Regions from separate parts of the Sus scrofa genome. Here region 2 is linked to region 1. Evidence: chromatin contacts called from public Hi-C data. All regions are on one chromosome and are shown on one strand. Each heading gives the region's core, a stretch centred on a gene start, on an enhancer-like site or on the middle of the called end of the contact. The rest is flanking DNA. Distances are from core to core; before and after follow the strand shown.

Evidence for each region. A called contact is a pair of places that touch in the nucleus more often than the background predicts.
Region 2: a Hi-C map of subcutaneous adipose tissue shows a contact between it and region 1, with 2.1 times the contacts expected there. The contact joins the promoter of TLE6 here to the promoter of LOC102159087 in region 1. A contact is called at or near these places in 8 of 47 Hi-C or Micro-C datasets (embryonic fibroblasts, epiblast stem cells, fetal heart ventricle and 5 more).

Annotation. Positions count from the first base shown.
Region 1 is chr2:75,190,580-75,197,149 of Sscrofa11.1, forward strand. LOC102159087 reads right to left here and starts at 1,740. Exons shown (of 1, transcript XM_005654706.3): 1 at 1-1,740. The coding sequence starts at 839. It overlaps NFIC (nuclear factor 1 C-type), which reads right to left. Exons shown (of 10, transcript XM_021084131.1): 10 at 2,565-5,184. The coding sequence ends at 4,901.
Region 2 is chr2:75,548,616-75,555,552 of Sscrofa11.1, forward strand. It overlaps TLE6 (transducin-like enhancer protein 6), which reads right to left and starts at 2,061. Exons shown (of 15, transcript XM_021084155.1): 1 at 1,942-2,061; 2 at 1,246-1,351; 3 at 446-519. The coding sequence starts at 1,314. It overlaps LOC110259369 (a long non-coding RNA gene), which reads left to right and starts at 2,104. Exons shown (of 5, transcript XR_002341701.1): 1 at 2,104-2,332; 2 at 2,620-2,802; 3 at 4,433-4,733; 4 at 6,085-6,139.

The DNA of each region.
Region 1 (6,570 bases), core at 490-2,989:
ATGTGAGGCACTGCTTGGGAAAAGACTGTTTTGGTATCGCTGGCAACAAGTCCTGCTGGGATTGCTTTGGGTCTGTCTCCCCCGTCTCGCTTGGGGGGAGAGGGTGGGTGGGGGGTGGGCCTCCGGGCCAGCTCGGACCCCACACGCTCTGAAATGCTTAGGGATGGATGGACGCGGGGGAGGGGGTGGGGGTGGGGAGGAGGTGTCAGTTTGGAGTTGAGACTCTCAGGAAGTGTCCAAAGGGGCAGAAACGGAAAGACAGGAGGATGCAGGGGAAAAGTCGGCCTCAGAGAGAATCCAGGCCAAAATAAAAAGTAGCCACTGTATAATCTGTAGTACGAGAAAAGAAAGTCCAAAATTATATATATATATGTATATGTATACTCTAGCCCTACACTGGAGTCAAAGTACCGTTGGAGAAGCCAGAGTGGGGGTTGGGGACCCTGTGTGTGGTCTCTTCCAGGGGCTGGACGGGTGCTCCCGGCCCCGGGTCCTGCCTCACTGGCCGCTGTCCAGCCATATCTGCTTCCTCCTGGAACACTGCTGTCTCTGGGGACAGAAAGTTCTGGAGCTGTCTGCTGCTTGGGGAGCTGCAGCAAGGCGCTCCCTCCCAAGTCTCTCCTTTGGGGTTCCTTTCCAGTCTGATTGTCTAGCTTGGAGTGGGATCTGGGCTCAGGGCTCTGCCAGAACCTGAGTTTCAGCCATGGGCACGGGGGACCCCAGATGCCCCCATCTCCGCGTGCATCCAGGGCCGGGTCTGCTCCCTCTCCATACCTCCCTCTCCACCCCGCCTGGGGTCTGGTGCCCTCATCCAAAGGGAGAAATGGGGCAACTTGCATCTACTGGGGAGGTCTCCCTAGTCCACAGCAAGGGCTGGATCCCAAGGTCAGGCTAGGGGACTCTCCATGGGATAGACAGTGGGTGAGTGGGTGACAGTGGGCTTGGGAGGGGATGGGGTTTGCCAAGATGTCAGTTTCATACATATCAAAAAACCACCCAACACACCCTGCAGGCCCCCCGCCCCCGCCCCCTCCCAGACATGAACCCAAAGTGCAAAGGCTAGTGTTTCTGCCTTATTCAGACACACAGCTGGGGGCCAGGAAGGGTGGTGCTTTGGGTGCTGTGAGGTGTGGGTCATGAGGGACAAGATGGTCCCAGTGAAACCCTTGGGGAGGGGTCCTGTGGGGATGTGCCACCCACTCCCTCTGCCACTGGCTGCTCCCACATCCCTGGCGTGGGCCTGGGGAGTGAAAACCAGCAATCAGCCCTGGGGAAACTGACAGGCATGGCCTTGGGCTCTCAGGCCAAAGGGCAGTCCTTAAGGGCAGTGTCAAGGCCAGTGGAGGCCTCAATCTGGGCTCTCCCTCTGTCCCCTGGGGCTTGCTGAGGTGTCTTTTTGGAAGAAAACATGGCATGAGCATATGGTGGTGCATGAAAGCCAGGGCCTGTCTGCAAGGCCCCACCCGGCTCTGGAGACAATTCGAAAATCTGAGGTGTCGGCTGGAGGATGAGTGGGGACCTTTCTCCTGGTGTATCCCCATGGGAGATGGCTGAGGGGCGTGGGGGCGGGGAGGGCCAGTGGTGGCCAGGAGGGATGGCCTGAGGTTGCAGGACCCAGCCCTTTGGTCCTCCTGCCCAGACACCCCACTAACAGCTACTGTCTCAGCTTTGGTTGAGTTAAAGTCAAGGAAATTGGGGGGGGGGGTGGAGTGGAAAGAATCAAAAAAAAAAAAAAAAAAAAAAAAAAAAGAAGAAAAAAGAGAGAGAAGATAAAACCAAGTAAAAGACAACAGCATGGCCAGCCCCCAGGACAGGGCTTGGGACGCGGTGCCCGCGGCCACTCCTCACGCCCTGGCCCCCTGCCGCCGGGCCTCCAATGGCTGAGCTAGACCTACAGGTACAGACAGACAAATATTGCATATATCGGGTTTGGTTTTCATCTTTTTGTTTCACACCAGACCCCCTCCACAGTCACAGCTGGAAGACTTGGTGGAACTGGGTGGGTGGGGCAGGAGGGACCTGCCACCCAAGGCCAGTCTCCACGGGTGGGTCCTTTGGCAAGAAGGAAGGGGCTGCACAGGGGGACGAAGGAGTGGGGGTGGGACAGCGATGTGACCCTGAGCCAGGGGGACGCCAGCTTGCAGGAGAGGTGGGTGGGGGAGGTCTGGCTGCCAGCAGGGTGGTTCCCCCATGGGGACACCGCCTGGGTCGTGGGTGCACGCGTGGCGTCTGGGGGGCTGGCCAGCGGCCCAGTGAGGGGAGAAGCCCTTGCTCAGGGCCCACCCCTGAGGTCTGTCCGCTGCTTGTGGGCAGGGGATTCAGAAATGACCCCTCTGGAGCCCGAGGGTGGGGCCAGGGGTTGCAGAGCACCAGGGGGCACCCCCAAAGCAGCAGGAGGCGTGGAGACAGAGCTGAGGGTGGGCTGGGGGTAGGGCGATTGTTCCATGGATTGATTTTTTAGCAATGTGATTTTTAAGCATGTGATTTTTCTTTTTTAAATTCTTAATTTCTTTTACAAATAGAAATACGTCCCTTTTCAATTTTTACTTTTTATTTCATGTCACTGTCTTTTTTTTTTTTTTTTTTTTTAAACTACACGAGCAGTGCATGCAGCTATCTGTGTGCGCTGATATTGTTTAAAGGTAATACTTATTTTCGGAAGGCAAGGCACATCATGTGGTAGAAAATTTCGTGCAAATTAGGAAACATGGAATTTTTTTAAGGTTTTTTTTTTTTGTATCTTTTTTTTCTTTTAAAGAGGAGGGGTGGGGGGAGGGCTGGGGAGGGCTGGGGAAGGGAGATAGAGCCAGGTATAATTTGCCATGCAGATATCAGCCGCCGCGAGCTGACGTCAGGAGCCAGGTCACAGGAGTCCTTGACTAAGCACCATGCAAAGTTAGGTAGCTGGGGGCCCGCCAGGTGCCCCCTCCCCTACCCCGCCTACCCGCACCCTAAGGTTCCCAGCTGAGAAGCTTCCAGACACCATCAACTGCACGAGCCATCCCTCCTGCCCTGCCGGAGAGTGACCCATGCTTTGGTCCCCAACAGCCACCTGGTGGAGGGGCCCTGGGGACAGCCGGACCAAGGGTTCTGAAACCCCTCCGGACAGCGGGAGGGGGGCTGGTGGGAAGGGTCTTGGGTCTTTCTCCTTATGATCGAGTGGGTTTGCCAAGCCCCTTGGGCTCGTTTGGGAGGAAAGTCCGGTGTCTGGGGAGGTGGGAGGAGGCTGACCAGGCCCGGGGTATAGGCAACCGGAGGAGAGGGCCAGGCTGGGAGCAGAGGAGGTGGAGGCCCTGCCCAGGGCAATGGCTTTGGCCTAGGCCCAGGGATGGGGGATGTGGTGGGGAAGAGATTCCCCAGCGCCAGGCATGGAGGAGACCAGTTGGGGCTCAGACGGATGGGCCTGGTGACCCTAGAACACCTAACACCCCCTCCCAGGCCCCCCCACCCAAGATGGCCATCCTGGGGTGGGGGCAGGGATGGAGCTGGGCAGCTGGGGTGAGGGGGCACCTGGTATCCCCAGGTTTAGTGTTTTTGGAGCGGCTCAACGGAAAACGCTTAGCGGATGAGATCCCCTAACCGGCTGCAGGGAGCCCCGAGGTGCTGACCCTCCCCACCCCCATTCAGAACCCTCCCCGTCCAGGCGCCATGTGGACTGCACTCGGCCTGGCTTTCTCTCCTTCTGGTGGGCCAGCTGCAATGAACCTCCCGGTTGTGCCCCACTTTGGGGAGGGGGATGAAAGTGCAAACCATGGTCCCCTTTTGGGCCGGGAGGCACCAGGGAGGGGGTGTTGCTCCAGGATGTAAGGCACTGGCAGAGGAGGTGTGTGTGGGGGGGCACACCGGCTTCCCCAGATCCCACCCCTGCGCCACAGCATGGCAGGATGCTGGGGGGATGCCCAGCTCTGCCCCTTGGGCCCACTTGGGGCGGGGGTCCCATCTCTCTAGCTCCCAGGGAGGCATAGCAATGAGGGGTCAGCGACGGGAGGGACCAGGTTTTGGGGGAGGAGGGCGGAGGATGCCCACGGCCACTTGCGTCCCAGCTGGACAAAGGGGAGGGGGGCGGGCGGTGGGAATCAGGCACTTAAACCACTCGCTCTCACCTCCCACCTCCATGGGCTAAGTGGGGGGTCCTCCCCTTTCAGGGCTTGGGTGGAAGGAGAGTCAGAGGGGTGCCCCCTTGGGAGCTCTGGGTCTCTCCCCTCCACCGCCCCCAGCCCCTTCCTCGGAAAGTGCATTTCTTACAGTGTGTGCAACTCGGAGCCCTCCCCCCCTCCCCCAGGGGTGTGGAGCCGGGGCTGGGGTGCGGTGGGGTGGCCTCCTATGCCTGGGGTGGGGCTGGGGGTCATTTGCATAGAGACATCTCCCAAACCGGGTGGCGTGGGGCTTCGCGAAAGACCAAGTCCCCAGTGCGCTCTGGGGCAGGCGGAGGTCCATGACTACAGGACACTCCTGAGAGTATTGGCCACGTGTCCTGGGCCCCTGGCGACGCCCGGGGTCTCCCCACAACCCTCTTCTGCCCTCGTCACTTCCCTGCCCACCTCGGCCTCCATGGTAGCCTCCAATGCCTCCAATGCCCGCTGCTGGGGTCCTCCACGGCCCTGGCCCCGTGGGGCCTGCCTCCCCACTTGGCAAACAGTCGCAGGGGCCCAGCTGATGTCCAGTGGAGAGGTGGCCTCGCTGGGTGTACCGCCCTGTTGGCCGGGCGCGGGCACCAGGCTGCGCTCACCTGGTCCTGGGCAGAGGCGGGAGCGGCCGTCCCTCCCAGAGCAGCAGCAGCGAGAGGAGATGAATAACTTAGGGAGGCCCCTTCGCGCCGGCTCCCAGGGGTGGCAGGGCCTGGCCCTCTGGTCCAGTCCATCCGGCCGTGGCTTCCCAAGAGTCCGAAGCGTTGCCATCTTTACCTTTTGTCTTCTTGGTTGGGTGGGTTTGTTTTTATGTGTGGCTTTTTTCTTTTTCCCTTGTTTTTTTTTTTTTCTCCTTTTTTTCTTTCTTTTTTTCCTCCTGTGTGTATGTGTCTGTATGGTTTGTCTTTCGGCCGGGCTGGGCGTCGGCGGGGTGTTCTTGCTTGCTTTAGCTTTCCACCGAAAACGTGGGCCGGGGGCCAGCTATGCAGCCCCCCGGGATTCCCGGGACGAAGGAGCAGGGCGTGGGAAGAAATCTTTCTTATCCCAGATACCAGGACTGGGTGGCCCAGAGAAAGAGAGAGAGAGGGAGAAAGAGACAGAGAGATGGGGGTCAGGCTCTGACAGCTACTGCCCATACCCACCACGGCCCCCCGACCCCCAACCCCGGGACCTGTGACCTCTGTCTCCCCTATCCCAGATCTGTCATAACCTGCTGGCTGAACCCTGGGCAAGTGACCTTGCCCCTAAACAGTGCTGCTACATAAAAGTCAGGATGCCCAGGGAAAGCAGAATTCTGGATACAGTGAAGAGACCTTTTAACACAAGTATATCCCTTTCAATTTCGGGGATATGCTTATGCTTAAAAATTTTTTTTTTCTTCAATCCTTCGATTATCTGGAATTGAAGTCTTCATTTTGCTTTTTTTTTTTAGGGCTGCATCTGTGGCATATGGAAGTTCCCAGGACAGGGTTCCCTACACCACAGCCACAGCAACACTGGATCCAAGCCACGCCTGCAAGCTACGCTGTAGCTTTTGGCAACACCGGATCCTTAACCCACTGAAGGAGGCCAGGGATTGAACCCACATCCTCATGGATACTCGTCGGGTTCTTAACCCAGTAAGCCACAACAAGAACTCCTGGAATTGAAATCTACCTGAGCATCCTGTAGTTTTGTTTGCTAAATCTGGCAACCCAACACCTTTGAGCCTTGGGCCCTGAGAATAAAACGGGGGGGGGGCGGGGCGCGCGATGGTTGAATTTTTATGAAGCACCACCATATTGAGGCTCTGGGACTACGGTGGCTTGTTTCCTTTTTTGTTTTTAACATTTGCCTACTTAATGGTTTCCCCAGAACACCCACAAAAGAGGAACCCTTGCTTCCTACTCCGTTTTGCAGAGGAAAAACCAGGCTCATAGAAGTAAAGTAACTTGCCCAGGTCCACCAGCGTGGGAGGGGCAGAGCCGGAACTCAAACCCAGGCCTGTGAGGCCCCAGTTGTTGCTTGTCCCTTGCCTGGGGCTGACCCCTTAGCCTGGCCTCTGGGGGGGTCATGACCCCCACTTTACAAAAAAGGAGACGGAGGATCCAGGACAGGAGGCCAGCCTGCACAGACTGCCCCAGTCTGGGTCTCCCCAGGGAAGCGGCTGTACAGCCCCTTCCCCTGAAAGTACATCTTCCGCCCCACACCGCTGAGGTCACAGCAGAGCTGTCCCCCCAACCCCTGCTGTAAATCAGTAACACCCCTTCCCACCAGGCTGCCCTCCAGCCGAAGGGCCATCCCATAGAACTGGCGCCGAGGCTCCCAGCCCCCCACCTCCAGCCAAGTTCAAGTTCATCTTGGCCATTACCTCATGTCTGGTTTCCGTTGGCAACCAGACAGATTCTGGGCGTGACCCTCCCCTGTGGTGGCCGGCCTCCCCTAGGCCCTTCCTCCCTGCCTC
Region 2 (6,937 bases), core at 811-3,310, 360 kb after region 1:
ACATGGAATTTCCCAGATTAGGGGTTGAATCCGAGCTGCAGCTGCTGGCCTACACCACAGCCACAGCGACACCAGATCCGAGCCACAGTTCATGCAATGCAGGATCTTTAACTCACTGAGCGAAGCCAGGGATCCAACCTGCATTCGCATGGATAACAGTCGGGCTCATTACCGCTGAGCCACAATGGGAACTCCTTCAAATATACAATTGAATGCAAGCAAATTCACACTAAATGACAAAATAAATCAAACATTTAAATGCAAGCCAGGTTGGTTTTTACCGGTTTTCCTTCCTTTTTGCTTCGGCCTCCAATATGCTTCCTCCCCCCACTCCCTTCCTTTTAATTGTTCTGACTTTTAGGCCAATGAGACACCAAGTGGGATTTTTTTCCTCAGTGGGACTTGGGGCCACAGCCAGGCTCCAGCTGCCGAGAATGGCCCTCACCTGGGGAACTGCTGCTTGAGTTGATCCAGAACCTCCTGGTAGTTCAGGGCTGGAAGGCTGGCCTCAGGATGAGCCTGGAGAGATTGAAAGAGGGATAAACAAGACCCACAGGCTCCCAGTATCCCAGCAATCAGGTCATCAGTTCCCAGGAGGGAGGGGTGGGACTTCCTGAGACCTGAAGATAACTGGCTTGCTCTCTTATTACTTAAGTACCCACAGGCATCTTCCATTTTGCTTCTTGGCCTAAAGTTGAAAATATTTACTCTCTGGCCCTTTAGAGAAGTTTGCCTGCCCCCGGCCTAAGCTTAGAAATAGTCTTTTAGGAAGGAATGGGGGGAGGTTTTTTTTTTTTTTTTTTTTTTGGTTCATAAAATATTAACTGAGGATTTCTCATTGTGGTGCAGAGGAAAGGAATCTGACTAGTATCCGTGAGGATTTGGGTTCGATCTCTGGCCTTGCTCAGTGGGTTAAGGATCTGGCATTGCCATGAGCTGAGGTGTAGGTGGCGGACTCAGCTTGGATCCTGTGTTTTTGTGGCTATGGCTGCAATGTAGGCCAGCAGCTGCAGCTCCGATTGGACCCATAGCCTGGGGACCTCCATATGTCATGGGTTCAGCCCTAAAAGGACTAAATAAATAAATATCTTAAACCATGATGGGTTGGTGTCCCCAGCTTAAGGCCTGGCAAGACAGGCCTACATCTCTTCCTCTCTCAGGAGCAGGAGAACTAGATTTGAGCCCAGCCCCCAACCTCTTACCCCCTCTCCCCCAGGGGCTAATGCCAAGCCAGGCCCTCCTCACCAAAGTTCCTGGAGGCCTCACCATCTTTTGAAGGTGCTCGTGGGGGCTGCGATGGCCCCGAGAGGTCATCTTCAGGCAGAAGTCACAAAGACTTTAGCCAGGGACTCTAATAAAAGTAACAAGACAGAAGATCATGAACACAGAAGGCTGGGCAGTGGCAGGGACAGAAGCAGCTCTACCCCACCCTCGGCCTCCCACCCACCCCTGCCAGGACCCAGTCCTGAGTCCCCAGTCCCCTCCCTGCCTGCGGTATTCCACAGCATTCCCTACATCCTACATTCACTCATCTACCCCGCTGTTGCTTCCAGCTGTGTTAATTAGTGATGGGGACCCTAGGACCTCACCTTATGAGGTGGTGGGGGGGGTATGGTTCTGAACACCTACACACCCCGCCAGGAGCAGTCAGGGTGGGAGGAAACCCAGAGAAGGATGCCAAAGCTCAATCTTAGTTTTGAGACAACTTCTTAAAGTACGGGAGAACATAATTTGGAAAGGGGTTTTGACGGATGAGTAAGAGTTGGCCAGGTGCATTAGGAGAAATTTCTCAGGAGGAAAGAGACTTCGCTCTACTCCAATCACTCCTGTAGCAGCAAGCCTAACCCTTCTTCACTTCGCTTCTACCCCTCAGCATCCCTCCAGCCTCCTCCCCAGCCCAGGGACCCTGAGGTCCTCCAGGAGACCGGCGGGTCTACTCGCCTCCCTCAAGATCGTGGCCCGTGAGGTGCCAGGAAGATGCCGCGAGGGTCGGCCAAGTTCAGGCAGACTGGAAGCGCCTCCTCCCATCCCCCGGGGCCAATTGACCCATCGGGCCCCACCCCGGCCCGCCCCAGCCCCGCCCCGGCCCGCAGCCACCTGAACCGGGAAGCTGGTCAATGAGCAGGGAGCAGCTGCACGTGGGCTCAGGCTCCGCGGGCGGCTGCTGGCGGCGCTGGCCAATGGCTAGGCTGCTTTCCCACGTGGGTCTCGGTCGCCGTCGCTGATTGGTCGGCTCTCCCCAGCCGCCGGCCGGACTGTCAATCAGCGCGCCCGGCGCCGCAGCTTAACCCTCGCGGTCCCGCTGCAGGAAAGGGTTGCTTGCAGAGTCAAGGTAGTTTGGGGTTCAGGCTGGAGTAAAGATATTTAGAAGGACAAGGGGTTTGGGGGTCTGAGAGGGTAGAACTTGGGGAGGGCCTGGGAGGCTTGTAGTTGCCTTGTTTGGTGAGAAGCCTTATAATTTTTTCGTCTTACCCAGGAGTGACTCGTGGCTGGGAGGCGGGGGTGGGGTGGGGCGCTGAGAGTGGAAGTGGGGGGATCTTAGGTAGGGCAGTCTCGCTCTAGTCCTTAGATACGCACTAAGACCCTTTTCCTCAATATTAAAAAACTGAACTTTTTTAGTTCCAGGCTTCCCAGGAGCCAAACCCAGGGCTGTGCATTTTATCAGCGAATTTTCCCTGCTGCTCTTCAAGCCCAGGGACAGAGGCTCTGAGAATCTGAGAACCAAAAGCTGGAGCTGCAAAGGCCTTGGGACTATTGGCCTAGTTCAGCTCTCTCAGGTTCAAGGCCAAGAGAGAAAGAGTGGTGGGTACTCTAGGCCTGGGGTGATGTCAGACTTAGGGGTGGGGTGTGTGGAGGGATTCTGAGATGTGAAGCCGTTAGTCCAGAGTTTGGGGTGAGACGCCAAGTTTGTGCCCACCCCAGAGCCTTTACACTGGCTCTTCTCCCCTGGGCCAGAGAGGGTCTCTCCCCTGACTGCCACTGACTGGATCCCTCACCTTCAGCTCTGGGTCAGAGGTCACCACCTTAGGGAGGCCTCCATTCTCCCTTTCTTATTTTTCTCCAAATCTGTTTTATATTGGAGCTAATCTTGTAATCTCCATGGCCCTAAACCCTGTTGTGTTCAAAATTCACAGAATGCTGATGGGGATTCTTATACCTGCCTGCACCTGGAGGGGGTGGGAAGGATGCTGGCTTGGGATCCACACAAACCGGAGAAATCTCCCCCACAACCCCATCTTGTGCTTTGTGGGGGGTGAGGAGTGTGTAAGGGAAATAGGCCACTGAGGGTTCAGATCTTGGGATGTGCAGCCCCTAGGGGTTATGATGTAAACACACAAATTGGGTTTTGTGGCTTATCTATGGAGAAGAAAGTGAGGGCTGCCACGGATTGGCGGCAACTAAAGGTTTTCGCCCTTGATCCCTCCACTGGCCCTCAATTGAAGTGTATTATATTTATGGTCCAGTCTGCTGCTAATTGCCTCTCCCTGTGTGCTCCCCTCCTCTCCATGGTTGTCGTTGGTCAGCTGGACACACCAGTTTATCCGAGGCTGTCTTGTCTCCTAGGGTATCTGCTGGATACCTGTGGTTATTTAAATTAAAATGAATTAAAATGAAATAAAACTTAAAAGTCAGTTCCTCGGGCACACTGGCCCAAAGAATGTCAATTGCTCAGTAGCCACATGTGGCTAGGGATAACCATCCCCACTGCAGATCTAGAACCTTCCCATTACCTTCCCATTGCCAGTGAGAGCAGAACCAGATCTGAGGTTCTTTTTTGGCCAGACCCAAGGCATATAGAAGTTCCCAGCCAGGGATCAAATCCCAGTCTCAGCTGAGAATCCTTAACCTCCTATGCCACCGCGGGATCTCCCTGAGGGTCTTAAAAAAGAAAAAAATCCTAGGTCCCTCTGGAAATCAGAAGCATTTTAGAGTAGCTACTCTGTCTCCACTTGTGGGATGTCCCTGAGCATGGGGTTGGGGTCACATTTGCCATTTTGGCTGATGTGGCTCCTTCTGCTTCTTCCTTTCACTGTCCCCTGCTTGCTCCAGCCTGGCCAGCAGGGACACAGCCTCCTTGAGCACTCAGAAAGGGGGCAGATGACACAGCTCCTTGGGAAGGAGGAAGCTAAGATTTCTTTCTTGGTTCTCGAGTTGTTGTGGTTTACTTGGAATCCAAGGTTTGGATGAAAGTTGGAGAGAAAAAGTCTTTGCATTTCCAAAGCTCTTTCATTCCCCTGGGCCCACCCCGGAGACCTCAGACCCTGCTGCTCAGAGGCCCCAGGATCACTTGGGTTGGGTGTGGACCAGGAAGGGGGCTCAAGAGCCCAGGGTGGGGAGGGGGCTGTGGAGTGACCACAGAGAGGTGACAGCTGGGAGGTAGTGACAGGTTTCAATGCCACCCCCTCATACACGTTCTCTCTTTCATCCCCAGAACCTCCCAGTGGGCCACGTGGGCCACAGACAATAGCCAAGTGACAACAGTGCAGGTGAAGCTGCCGAAAGGCTGGAGGTAGAGGGTGTGTGTTTCCAGGCAACAGATGAATGACCAAGAAACTGCAAGCCAGAGACCCTCCAGAGATGCTGGCCGGGCTGGGAGTTGCCCAAGGACCCTAGGCCCCCAGCTGGCCCTGCTCCCAGCCACCACATGAACTTAGCCTGGCCCCAGGAAAAGTGAATTGATTGAATTACCCGGCATTGATTGAGGTTTGCTTTCTGCCACCTGGTGGAAAGAGGTTCGCATTCCTTTCCTGCATTCCCTTCTGGGCGCCTGCTGTAACAACCACAAACCTGGGGAGCTTAAAACAACAGAAATGTATTCTTTCCCATTCTGGAGGCGGGAAGTCCAAAGTCCAAAGTCAAGGCTTTGGCCAGCAAGGCTCTGCTCCCTCTGAAGTTCTTCAGGAGAGCATCCTTCCTGCTCTTCCAGTTTTTGGTGGTGCGGGTGGCCTTGGTTTGCAGATGTGTCACCCCAGTCTCTGCCTCTGTCCTCACATGGCCATCTGTGTGTGTCCAAAGGTCCCTTTTCTTTTTTTGTCTTTTGTCTTTTCAGGGCCATACTTGTGGCATATGGAGGTTCCCAGGCCAGGGATTGAATCGTAGCTATAGCTGCCAGCCTACGCCACAGCTCACAACAACGCCAGATCCTTAACTCACTGAGCGGTGCCAGGGATCAAACCCACGCTGTCATGAATATTAGTTGGGTTTGTTAACCACTGAGCCACGACAGGAACTCCCTTTTTTGTTTTGTTTTGTTTCTACAGCCACTCCTGTGGCATATGGAGTTTCTCTGGCTAGGCGTCAAATCAGCTACAGCTGCAGGCCTACACCACAGCCACAGCCACATCAGATCCAAACCACATCTGCCACCTACCTCGCAGCTTGTGCAACGCTGGATCCTTAACCCACTGAGTGAGGCCAGGAATGGAACCTGCATCCTCATGGATGCTCGTCAGATTCTTAACCTACTGAGCCACAACGGGAATGCCCAAACATCCCTCTTCTTATAAGGACACTAGTCACTGGATTTGGAGCCACCCTACTCCAGTATGACCTCATCTTATTTAATTATATCTGCTAAGACCCTGTTTCTGAGCAAGGTCCTAGTCCCAGCTACCAGGGGTAAGGACTTAAATGTATCATTTTAGGGGACACAACTCTACCTTCCAGGAGGGAAGATAAAAGAGAAATTAAGTAACTAGAGCAACCCCCTCAACCCTCAGTGATTCCTGACATCCCTGTTGTGCATGGGAGGAAACAGGCTCAGAGAGGTTGACTGACTTGCCCCACGACCTGCTGTTGTTACTCAGTGGCTAAACTGGGATTTGAATCCCAGAAGTACACGGATAACCCTTACACCTTAATGCCCAGATCTTAATGAAACCCCTTTGTTTGAACTGTCTACATGGTGGTTGGGTTGGACCACCAAACTTGGAGGAAAGTGTAACCATCCCGAAGTGAATTTGGGATCTCTGGGACCTGGAGCTCCTAAAGAAATCTGGATGTATTAGTTAGCTACTGCTGTTTTGCAAAGTGCCCCCAAGCTTAGTACCTTGAAATAGTAAATGTGTATCAATCACCTCACAGGGCTCTGGTGGTCAGGAATCTGGGGGTGGCTTCCCTGATTCGGTGTGGATCACTGGTGAGTATGGTGCGCATTTATCCACATTTCAGCCTTTCTCATGTCCCCTCCCCCCCTTTTTTTGTCTTTTTAGGGCTACACCCATGCAGCATATGGACATTCCCAGGCTAGGGGTCAAATTGGAGCTGTAGCTGCCAGCCTGCACCACAGCCACAGCAAGACCAGATCCGAGCCATGTCTGCAACCTACACCATAGCTCATGGCAATGTTGGATCCTTAAACCACTGAGTGAGGGCAAGGATTAAATCCACGTCCTCATGAATACTAGTTGGGTTTGTTACTGCTGAGCCACAACAGGAACTCCTCTTGTTCTCTTCTTTACAGTGAACATCTTCTGCCATCCAGAACTCAATTTAAAATCTCTTTTCAAGGAGGCCCCATCCCTATCTCTTTCTTGCTCCCCTAATCCTAATCACTACCCCATGATTTTTCAATTGTATTTAATTCTCCCTTGTCCATCCCGTCTGTGCGTGGCTGAAAGGATGACTGGGGGGATGACACTTGTGTTCATCCAAGTGCATTTTTGGTGCTTATTTTCCTCCCATGGCTGGGTCTCAGGTGGGGTCCAAGGTGGCCCCCCAAAACACCCCACATGCTCTGACTCTTCCCTACTGGGCTGGGCAGGCTGGTGGTACTGAGGTTGTCTTTTGAGGGCGAAGCCCTGTCCGCTGGTTACATCCATCCCAAAGTGTCAGTTCATCCCAATCCATACTTTGACCCCACCAAGAACCCTCCTTCCCCTGGGACTTGGTGAAGGGATGTGACCCAGTTGACGTCTGAACAGCAACTCTTCCACCC